2 separate regions of the Mus musculus genome follow, and region 2 is linked to region 1. A link is a contact called in public Hi-C data. All regions are on one chromosome and are shown on one strand. The core of a region is the stretch at or near the end of the contact, and the rest is flanking DNA. Distances in the headings are between cores, read along the strand shown.

Evidence for each region. A called contact is a pair of places that touch in the nucleus more often than the background predicts.
Region 2: a contact with region 1 is called in a Hi-C map of embryonic fibroblasts, with 2.9 times the contacts expected there. The contact joins the promoter of Gria2 here to the enhancer-like site in region 1. A contact is called at or near these places in 7 of 39 promoter capture datasets (the 3T3-L1 cell line, embryonic stem cells, hippocampal neurons and 3 more), 2 of 15 datasets of contacts at CTCF or cohesin (large pre-B cells and pro-B cells), 2 of 484 Hi-C or Micro-C datasets (adipose-derived mesenchymal stem cells and embryonic fibroblasts), 6 of 115 datasets of contacts at active chromatin or transcription factors (acute myeloid leukemia, embryonic forebrain, forebrain and 3 more) and 1 of 9 other capture datasets (pancreatic islet).

The regions. Positions count from the first base shown.
Region 1 is chr3:80,309,083-80,313,709 of GRCm38.p6, forward strand. No RefSeq gene overlaps it. Among named protein-coding and RNA genes, the nearest start is that of Gm36569, 420 kb to the left of the region's middle. Within about 2 kb of position 1,984, at least 25 of the 459 cell types and tissues checked have an H3K27ac peak or open chromatin away from gene starts, as enhancers often do. A contact at or near this core is called in adipose-derived mesenchymal stem cells and embryonic fibroblasts, where this site is marked.
Region 2 is chr3:80,799,931-80,804,557 of GRCm38.p6, forward strand. It overlaps Gria2 (glutamate receptor, ionotropic, AMPA2 (alpha 2)), which reads right to left and starts at 2,763. Exons shown (of 16, transcript NM_013540.4): 1 at 2,367-2,763; 2 at 1,715-1,855. The coding sequence starts at 2,454.

The sequences.
Region 1 (4,627 bases), core at 734-3,233:
TAAGGATTTGCAAAGTTATTCATGTTTTTCTGTCTGTTAGCTTTAGAGAATCTTTAGAATCTAAATTTCTGTTTTCAGTACAAAACATTGCTCAAAGCACCTGACTAGTGATTCTCTTTACAGCCACAGTCACACAGTGGATCGTGCTTGGGGACTCTTATGGAAGAATGGGAGGACGGATTGCAGCCTCTAAGGGGATAAGAACTCCATGGGAAGAAAAACAGAGTCAACTAACCTGGACCATTGGGGTTCTTAGAGACCACCAACCAATGAACATACACAGACTGGACCTAGGACTTCCTGTATATATGTGACAGATATGAAGCCTGGTTTTCATGTGGGTCTGAAACAACTGAAGTGGGAACTGTTCCAAAGGGTGTTGCCTGTATGTGGAATATGTTCTTCTAGGTAAGCTGCCTTGTCTGGACTAAGTGGAAGAGAATGTGCTTAGCCTCACAAAAACTAGATGTGGGAGTGTAGGGGGAGGATACCCAGAGTGCCCCAACTTGGTCTGAGAAGGGGATGGGAGATAATGGGGGAAAGGATCTTGGAAAGGGGTGGCGAGAAAGGGGACAGTGAATGGGATGTAAAGCAAATAAGAAAAAAACCAAAAAACAAAAAACCAAAATCCCTAAGGATAGTGTTGACCTTCAAAAAATAATTCTCTAATTCTCCTACTAAAACAATATTGAAATATGATTTCAAAGGAGTATGTGATAAAGAGACCAGAGAGCTTATCTGGGTATTAGGTTAAGTACTTTAGAATTAATTTTTACATTTAGAAAATACTTCTGTATTGGTAAAATGATAACATTTCAGGAATCAATATTCATAAGACTTCCTTGAATTTGACTAACAAATGGCTAGACTATCTTTGAAATATTAAAGGTTACAGTAAATAAAGGTGAGGGGAGAACGTTTTAAATGACCAGAAAACATGATCCTTACATGTAAAATTCATAAGCAAATTTTTCATGAAATACCTGGCCTTTCTCTGTGCTGACATTTGGGGTTGAGTTTTGGCCTTGTTTCAGGGTCACTGGTTAAATGCCAGAGGTTTCACGCATCAAAGGCCAACAACTCTGGCTTCAATGAACACAGCGCTGTCAATTAAGCTTTCTGTGCTCCCCAGCCCCTTCCTGGACAGAGCAAAACTCCAATACACAAAAGTAAGTTAGAGGGCGCTTTTTAGGAAATTAGAAAATTATAGTGAGTATTTCAAAAATAAACTTGCTAGTACACATTCTCCACTTTAATAGTGACAAGATTCACACCTGTATAACTGTCATAATTTGAACCCTCACTGCTCAGTTCTCCAGTCTTCAAGAACCACCAAAGCTCAGGCTTCTCCTGGGATACTGTGAGGCAGGATGGTATTGCTTAACCTCTCTGTTACTTTGAAGCCTCTTCTAACAGCCATTGATTATCTCCTGGCACCGCAGCTTGAATGTGATCCACTTTCCAATCCCACAGTTGACCCCTATTTCCCTGGCAGCATCAAAGTTGCCTGATGTCAAGACGTGCATGTCTCCACGCTCCGGTGTGTTCTGTTCTCACCTTTCTTTCTCCCTTCCTCTTCACCCATGCTCCATTTTTCTATCACAATTCTATCAGCATGACTCACGGCTCTCTATTTTATCTATTCTATGTACCTTTGGGTATGAGAAACAAAGTGAGGTTGGAAATATCATCAATAGGGAAGCATGAAGAAGGGGAATTGCCTATCACACTCGCAGAACACATGGGGAGAAAGCAGAAGCAATCTCCTCAGCCAGTGGAGTGCGTAATCAGCACTCACTAAAACCTTGACTTCACTTGGCTTTCCAGTGCTGTGCAGTTGAGGGGTGTGCAAAACAGTTCCATTTCAATCCCTGCTTTCACTCCCAGGGGAAAAATAAATTCAGAAAACTCGGGTCCAACTCTCTAACATATATTTCTTATGAATACCAAATTGTGTGCTAGGATGTGGCCATGGAAACAGGAATACAGTGTGGCTTCAGACACATTAAAGTCAGAAAGATATATAAAGTACAAAGCACTCTATTGAATGCACTGAGGATTAAAAATAGGCAAGAAGAGAATCACTTATAAATTTATAAATGGAATGATTTATACATTTTCTTAGTATTTTTGTAGCATTTATGATAGTATAGGCAGGCACCCATATTTAAAGTGCCTTCTCCTAGATGGCCCACCTCATTCATTAGAAATTATAATGTTGTCAATGTGCCCTGTAGAAACAGTGCTTAAATAACAATAAAACAGATATGTACTCGATGCATTTTGTGCTGCATAGTACACAATGAAGGAAGGTAGATTTTGCATTTTGGATAGAAGTTTATTATAGAATTATACGCATAATGAAATTATAGAGCACACATTTGCTCCCAAGAGCAGAGAGTGAAAAGGAGACAGGTGAATGTGTGGAACTGATGACTTTATAGGGGCTCAGTGTAGAGGAATGAGAGTGTGAAGTTCCAGCCATTGATAGTGTGTGTGTGTGTGTGTGTGTGTGTGTGTGTGCTTAATCACAGGAGTCTCACCTAGTGTTCTTGGCGAGGGCAGGAAACCCTCTTACTTGCATGAAAATCAGTAACCATTCCTTCTTTGGTAGGCTTTCTCTCAGAGAAACTACTTAACCAGAGCCTAACCTGCTAAGAATTCAGAGCCTTGCTTTTGGGGAGTAAGAGAAGTGTCTATGTACTATAGCAGCCACCGGATTTTATGGAACAACTGGAAACACTCAGACTCTGGGAATGTTCCCAGCACAGAACCATAGACTCTTTGAATGAGTAAATACTAACTGGAATCTGAAGGCATCCCAAAGGCAAAATTGCTAAAGGCTTAGTCACCAGACTGTGGTGTTAGTGGGGGATAGAATATTATAGGAGGGTCAGGTCACTGGAGTGCTCCTTTGAAGGGGATTGTGGATACAAGCTCTTGTCCATTTCTCTCTTTGTTCCATGGTTATGATGTAGAGGGAAGATTTACTCTGTCACGTGCTTCCTGCTCTACCATAGGCTCAAAGCAATATGGCCAACTAACTTGCTCTGTGAGCTGTGCAACCACTAGTTATTTCATCTATTTCAAGTGGATTATATAAGATATTTTGTCACCTTCTTGAAAAGCCAACTCTCACAGTTCCTTATCTCCCTGTCTACACATGACTAGAAACATGTTTATAGAAGTTGCTTTCACACAATACTTGCTTTGAACTACCAAAAGATTGAAATCATTTGTAATATAGGAGAATTCGGACAAAAAACAAAAACCACTTGATTTGTAGTCATGTCCTTGGATGCAAGGTGAGGGGAGTCATTTTTCTTTTCTAACAGCACTCTGCCAAGCGGGATGGGGGTGGGTAGGGGAGGTGGGGGGGTTGATTTTGCTAGTGTGAATCTTTCCAGAGGAGAATGATGAAAGAAAGCCTAAGTGAAGTTAAGACAGCCATGATCACTGCAGTTTCCAAGGACTGATAAAGAACTGAATTAATGATTTATATGCTTATGAAACTTCCAAAATGTGAAAAGGTGTTGATGTGAAATTCAGGACCTTAAGACTAAATTAATGAGTCTGAAGAAGGAAAGTGATAAAGACTTGAGGCTGGGGATTAGAAAGCCTCAACTTCAGTTTTCATGCGATTGATGATGAAGTTTTCTCTTCAAGATTTCTTAAGCTAATTCTTTACTTAAAGTCTGATGCTTTTGTTGATAACTTTAAAAAGTTCTGCTTTCAAAGAATGTCTTGATTCTAGTCAGTCTGCTTGGAACATACAAACCTGCACAGGTGAGTTGTGTGCAGTTCCCTGAGCCCCATGTACTATCTCTGGGCTTGTTTTTCAGTTCTGGTGACCATTGTGGGACCCTCAGAGCCTCCTATTATTCTGTAGAAAACTGAGGAGATCACAAGAAATACTAATTTGGAACATTTCTCTACCTGTGCCTTGCCAGTGAGGTCTACCTGAGGCACAGCCAGCATAGTCCGTTACCCTAAACTTTATTGTCTGTCCCACATCCCACTCCTCCTTTTCCTGAGAAATCCTGCTGCCATCTGAAACATCTAGCCAAAACCAGGGAAAACTAGAAGCCTAAAGGACAGTGTATTGGCACAATCAACAAGTCTCAGGGCAACAGGCACTGCTAGAGCCCAGATATCCTGCTTCAGCACAACCTGTTTATCCTAAGGAAACTGAAGCACAAGGAAAGGATCTTTAATCCTATTTTATAAAGATAATAAGGACCTTTTAAAAGGACATGGATAAATAACTTAAGGGAATAAAGGAAAATACATTCAAACAGGTAGAGGCATTAAAAGAGGAAGCAAATAAATATAATGAAATACAGAAAATAAAATTAAACAAGTGAAGCATATAAATAAAACTGCCCAAGACATGAAAAAGGAAGTTGTAGTAAAGAAAACACAAACTGAGGCAATCCTGGAGATGGGACACTTAGGAAAGGGAACAAGAACTACAGACATAAGCCTCACCAACAGAATATAGGAGATGGAAGAGAGAATCCGAGATAGAAGATATAGTGATTTCTTCTATCATATATTTTAAAAAGTTCATAGCATAAAACATTCAGGAAATCTGGGACACTATGAAAGACCAAACCTAAGAATAATA
Region 2 (4,627 bases), core at 1,513-4,012, 490 kb after region 1:
TCTCTCTCTTTCTATCTCTGACTCCATTTTCAACAATCTCTCTCTCTCTCTCTCTCTCTCTCTCTCTCTCTCTCTCTCTCTCTCTCTCTCTCTCTCTCTCTCTCTCTCTGCCTCTTTCCTCAACATTAGCATATTAAGAGAACTATCCTTAAAAGGCTCTTTCAGAAAAACTAGAATTCTGGTCTTATAAATGACCAGAAGCACATTATCACCCTATGCATTTCTTCATTTATTTGTTTGCGGACACGGTTTGCAAACTGGCCTGTTGATGTCCCTGGTGTTAAAGAACTAAAGCACAGAATACATGACAGGCTTTGGGGGGCGGGGGTGAGGTGGGGTGTGGGTGGGATGGCAACCGGTTGTGGGAACACTGCCTTGGGCATTTCCTCTGGTGATTTTCCGCTCTGTTACAGGGGAACCAAAGTGGGAGGTGAACCACCTGCAAATCTTCCCCCGAATTGTTATCTATGGCATGGAAGCTAAGAACACCAAGGCAGGAAACATCTGCCAGCCTGGAGGCCGGAAATGGTAGCAGCTGGGAGCGCGCAGGATGCTGCCTCTGCACGGGGACCTAGTCCTCGGCCTCGGGCGACCTCGCACTTGCCCAGCAACTGGACACCAGTCATTCTGCCTAAAGCCTTGCCAGAGCGTCCTCAGGAGTTCCAGATCCCTATGCAGAGGCCAGGGGCTGATACTGAAAACTACAAAAGCTAAAATGGCTGGTCTGCGACTTCTTCAAATTTTAAAACTCAGCCGGATGCAATCGCTTCCGAGTCATCCTCAGTCTCCAGTCGCCTTTGCCTGAGCCTGCGACCCTGGAACAAAGCACGCGCGGCTGGTGAGCACTCAGGCCACCCTCGCCTCTACTTGGGCGTAGCTTCAGGGAACTGAGAATGCACCTAGCTTCTGTTCCCCGCCTTCCTCATCCCTGCTCTGCCGGCGATCAGGTTGAGGTTTGTATCTGGTAGGCATCCCCATCAACAGCCTCATCCCCCGCTGCCCGCATTCTCAGCCCTTCGGGGTCTCCATTCTCTTAGCATCCCTTCCATGCCCGCTCACACAAGCCAGTCAGGGCCTGCGTCAGTCTCGTGCCCGCGCCCCTCGGGTGGGCATTATGTAACAGCCCCGGGCCCAACTCCTCAACCATTGCAATAACTTGTCCCGTGCAATAGGACGACGTGGGGCTTGCGGGGACTGTAGGTCGAAGCTGCCCTGCCAGGCTACCGGACTAAGGCATGAGATCTATCCAACAGTCCCACAGCGCGCCCTGGGGAACAGCGTGTTCTCTTTTGGTAGAGTGCCAATAGGCGCGCAAGAGGGAGGGGGTTGGGAGATCCTCTTTAGAGGCGCCAGAATCAAGCAAGAACCCCCTGAATTCGAAAGAACAGTCCAAGTCCAACCCCTACCCCAGATTCTAGGGTGCACATACTGCGCATACTGTTCAGTGCCTTTTGTCCCCACTTCACTGCCCGCCGGTCAGTGGGGGTCCCAAAGATTACAGCCACCTTCTCGCTGTACCTTCACACGCACGCGCGTGTTCAGTCACTCCCACCCACACATGACAAGCCAGCAACACACACACACACACACACACACACACACACACACACACACACACACACACACAGGCACACCATCCTTCACTGGCATTCACAGGCTTGCTTTCCCTGTGTCCCTGTGCAGCACTGGAAAGATATGAATATTCATTACTTACAAGCATTGGTGACTGCGAAACTGTTGGCTACCTCCAAATTGTCGATATGGGGTGTCAGTCTGAACTCCGAAGTGGAAAACTGAACCATCCCTACCCGAAATGCACTGTATTCTTGATCAGCGCCCCTTGGAAATAGCCCCCCTGCAAAAATAAACAGCAAGCAAGAGAACGATGTCAGAGCCCTGGAGAGATAAGAGTGGGATGCTAGCACCCAACAGCCCCAGAGTCTCTTATTCACACTACCCGCTATAATAAACGTAATCAGTGAGTTGGGCAGCAAGGATCCAAAAGGTGCTCAACGGATCCAAGGCAAGGGGGAGAGTCTAAAGACCAAAAAGATTCTCCCTTTTAATCTTGAGCTTTGCGATCATTTCCCTGAAAATCTGAGCACACTAGGAGATGCCTTCAAGGCAGAAGTAACGCAGTACCCGGTCAGAAATGAACAGATCCTTTCCCCTCTATTGTGTCAAAAGGCATAGTCATTTCTTTTTGCTTCAGCCTAAGAAAATCATGTATATTCTAGGTAGTTTCAATCTGGAATGCAGTCAAGGTATGACATAAGTCTACATGACATGAATTAATTTGCACACTGTGAACAAAGATTACCACCAAATTATGCACAATTCAAAGGCATAACACAAAAGGTACCTACCTATCTGTATGCTGTTAGAAGAGACACCAAAAATCAGTCCCCATAAAACAGGAGAAAGGAGGACAGAAATATGCATAATCTTTTGCATTTCCAAGAAAAGTAGAGCATCCACAAAATATCCCCTCGTTTCCCTTTCCTCCTTTTCCTTCTTTGACCGTTTTCCTCAGCAAATTAGATCCTCTGCATTTTGAGGTCGAAATTTAGCAAGGAGCTGCTAAAACCACGAAGTGAAGGCAGAAGAATCCTTATCTCCCAGGTTTAGCTGGTGGCTGTTGATGCCTGCGTCCTGTCCCTGCTCCTGAAGTCCGAGGACTGGCTGAATGCAGTTTTTAGCTGAGCTGCTGCTGTGGTCCCGGTGTCTGGGAATATCAGCACCCTCCCGTGCACTCACACAATCACCCTCTCTCGAGCTCTCTTCTCCCTCTCTCCTCTCTCACACGCGCGCGCACACACATACACACACATACACACACACACACGCACACACACAGGAAAGTCACAGAGAGGGGCAGGCAGTCCCGGGCGCGCGTGCGCGACTCGAGGCAGGCGGCGAGCTCGCGCACCCACCCCTCCCCCGCACAGCGCCCCGCACCCCGCACAGCCCTGGCAGCTTCTGCGCGGTGCCGAGAAAGCGCGGCTCAGAGCCGGGCAGCCTGGTGCCTCTTAGAGACCTCCAGTCTTGCGCATTCGATTTTAGCACCGCGGACAGCGCTTTGGTCCCTGCTATGGGCTGAGGTTGCAGGGTTTACTGTAGCTGCAGAGATGTTCCAGCCAGATCCAAATGCTGCAAAACTGATTTCCGGTTGCTATGCCTAGGAAGCCGAACTGCTAATTGCTGTTGGCGGCGAAGCTTTCTTCCGTAGGGCCCTGTTTTACATTGAGCACAACGAATATGATTTGATTGTCTCAAAATCCACTTAGCAGTATCCACACACTGCCTTCTGCCTCAGCTGACCCAGATAAAAAGCAAACAAAATACTCCCTGAAGGGACAACTCCCAAAATCGTGAACTTTAGCTTCCTATAATGCAAGCATAATCTCAGGGAAACCCAAAATTCTATCCTTAACTATAAAAGGATGCCAAGACCCGGGTAACTCGATCAAACCTTTGAAAGACTTCGTGTAGGAATCCATCTTTAGAGTATGCCCCTTTGGATAGTGGTTCGATTGTTCAAGCCACATTGCCTGTGGATTGCTCTTGTACTACAGTGCAGACTCCCCCCTGCTGTAGAGTCATGTAGACTTGGCTCTTAGATGTCCGTTTTGTATAGAGATTGAAAGAACCGTAGGTTTCTGCGGGGGGGGGGGGGGGGGTAGTAGTCTAGAATGGATGTATCACTCTTAGTTACAAACCAGATACCCCATTACATTATGGCCTTAAGTTTCAAAAATAATCACTGCCTCAAGGAAGTAGGTTACCTCATTACACCGAGCCTGCTTGGGTATCTGGATTGTAACGAATACATTAAAAATTAAAGTTTGTGAGAAGGGGCTTGGTAAAGCATAGCGATGATTGTATATGCCTGTGAAATCTATGTTCAAAACTCCACTTCATGCCAAGCCATCTCTATATACCTGCGTGGCAAGTCTCTCTGCAGCCTCAGAAATTCTTTACCAAATTGTATGTGTTTTGTTTTAAACAGAGAAATGAAAGAGGTCTCATTTCAGAGATCTGTTGCCAGGAGCCAGGAGATTGAAGCTGACAGCATCAAAGGGAAAACTGGCTGATGGCCCAAAGTGCATGAAAGCACACCATAGTTAAACCTTATGGAGAAAATGTGACTTTAATATCACACATGGTTTTTAACCATCATAAATCATACTTTGCCTTAGTCACTGGGTCTAAAAGTCCCTATTTATTAAAACAAATTTTAAAATACATGTTTCTCATGAAAATGAGAAGGAATGAAGAAAAGCAAAAAAGCAAAGTAATACCCGTGACTTCCAAATATTGTAAGCTTGTGATTTTAAGTCATTCTCCACCCCCTCTGTTACTCACTCTCTTTCTCCTCCCCTGTTTCCCCCTCTGTCTGTGTTTGTGTGTGTGTGTGTGTGTGTGTGTGTGTGTGTGTGTGTGTGCGTGTGTGTGTGGGAGGGGGGTGTTTGTTCCTAAGGCAAGAATGCATAACATATGTATAATATACTAAAGTTATAAGCTGACATATTCTGGGTGAAAATACCTTCTTTTTATAACCAATAATTCATCTCACCTGTGAATCAAAAATTTCACATTCATTTAAACAGGTCCTCTAAATAGGAAC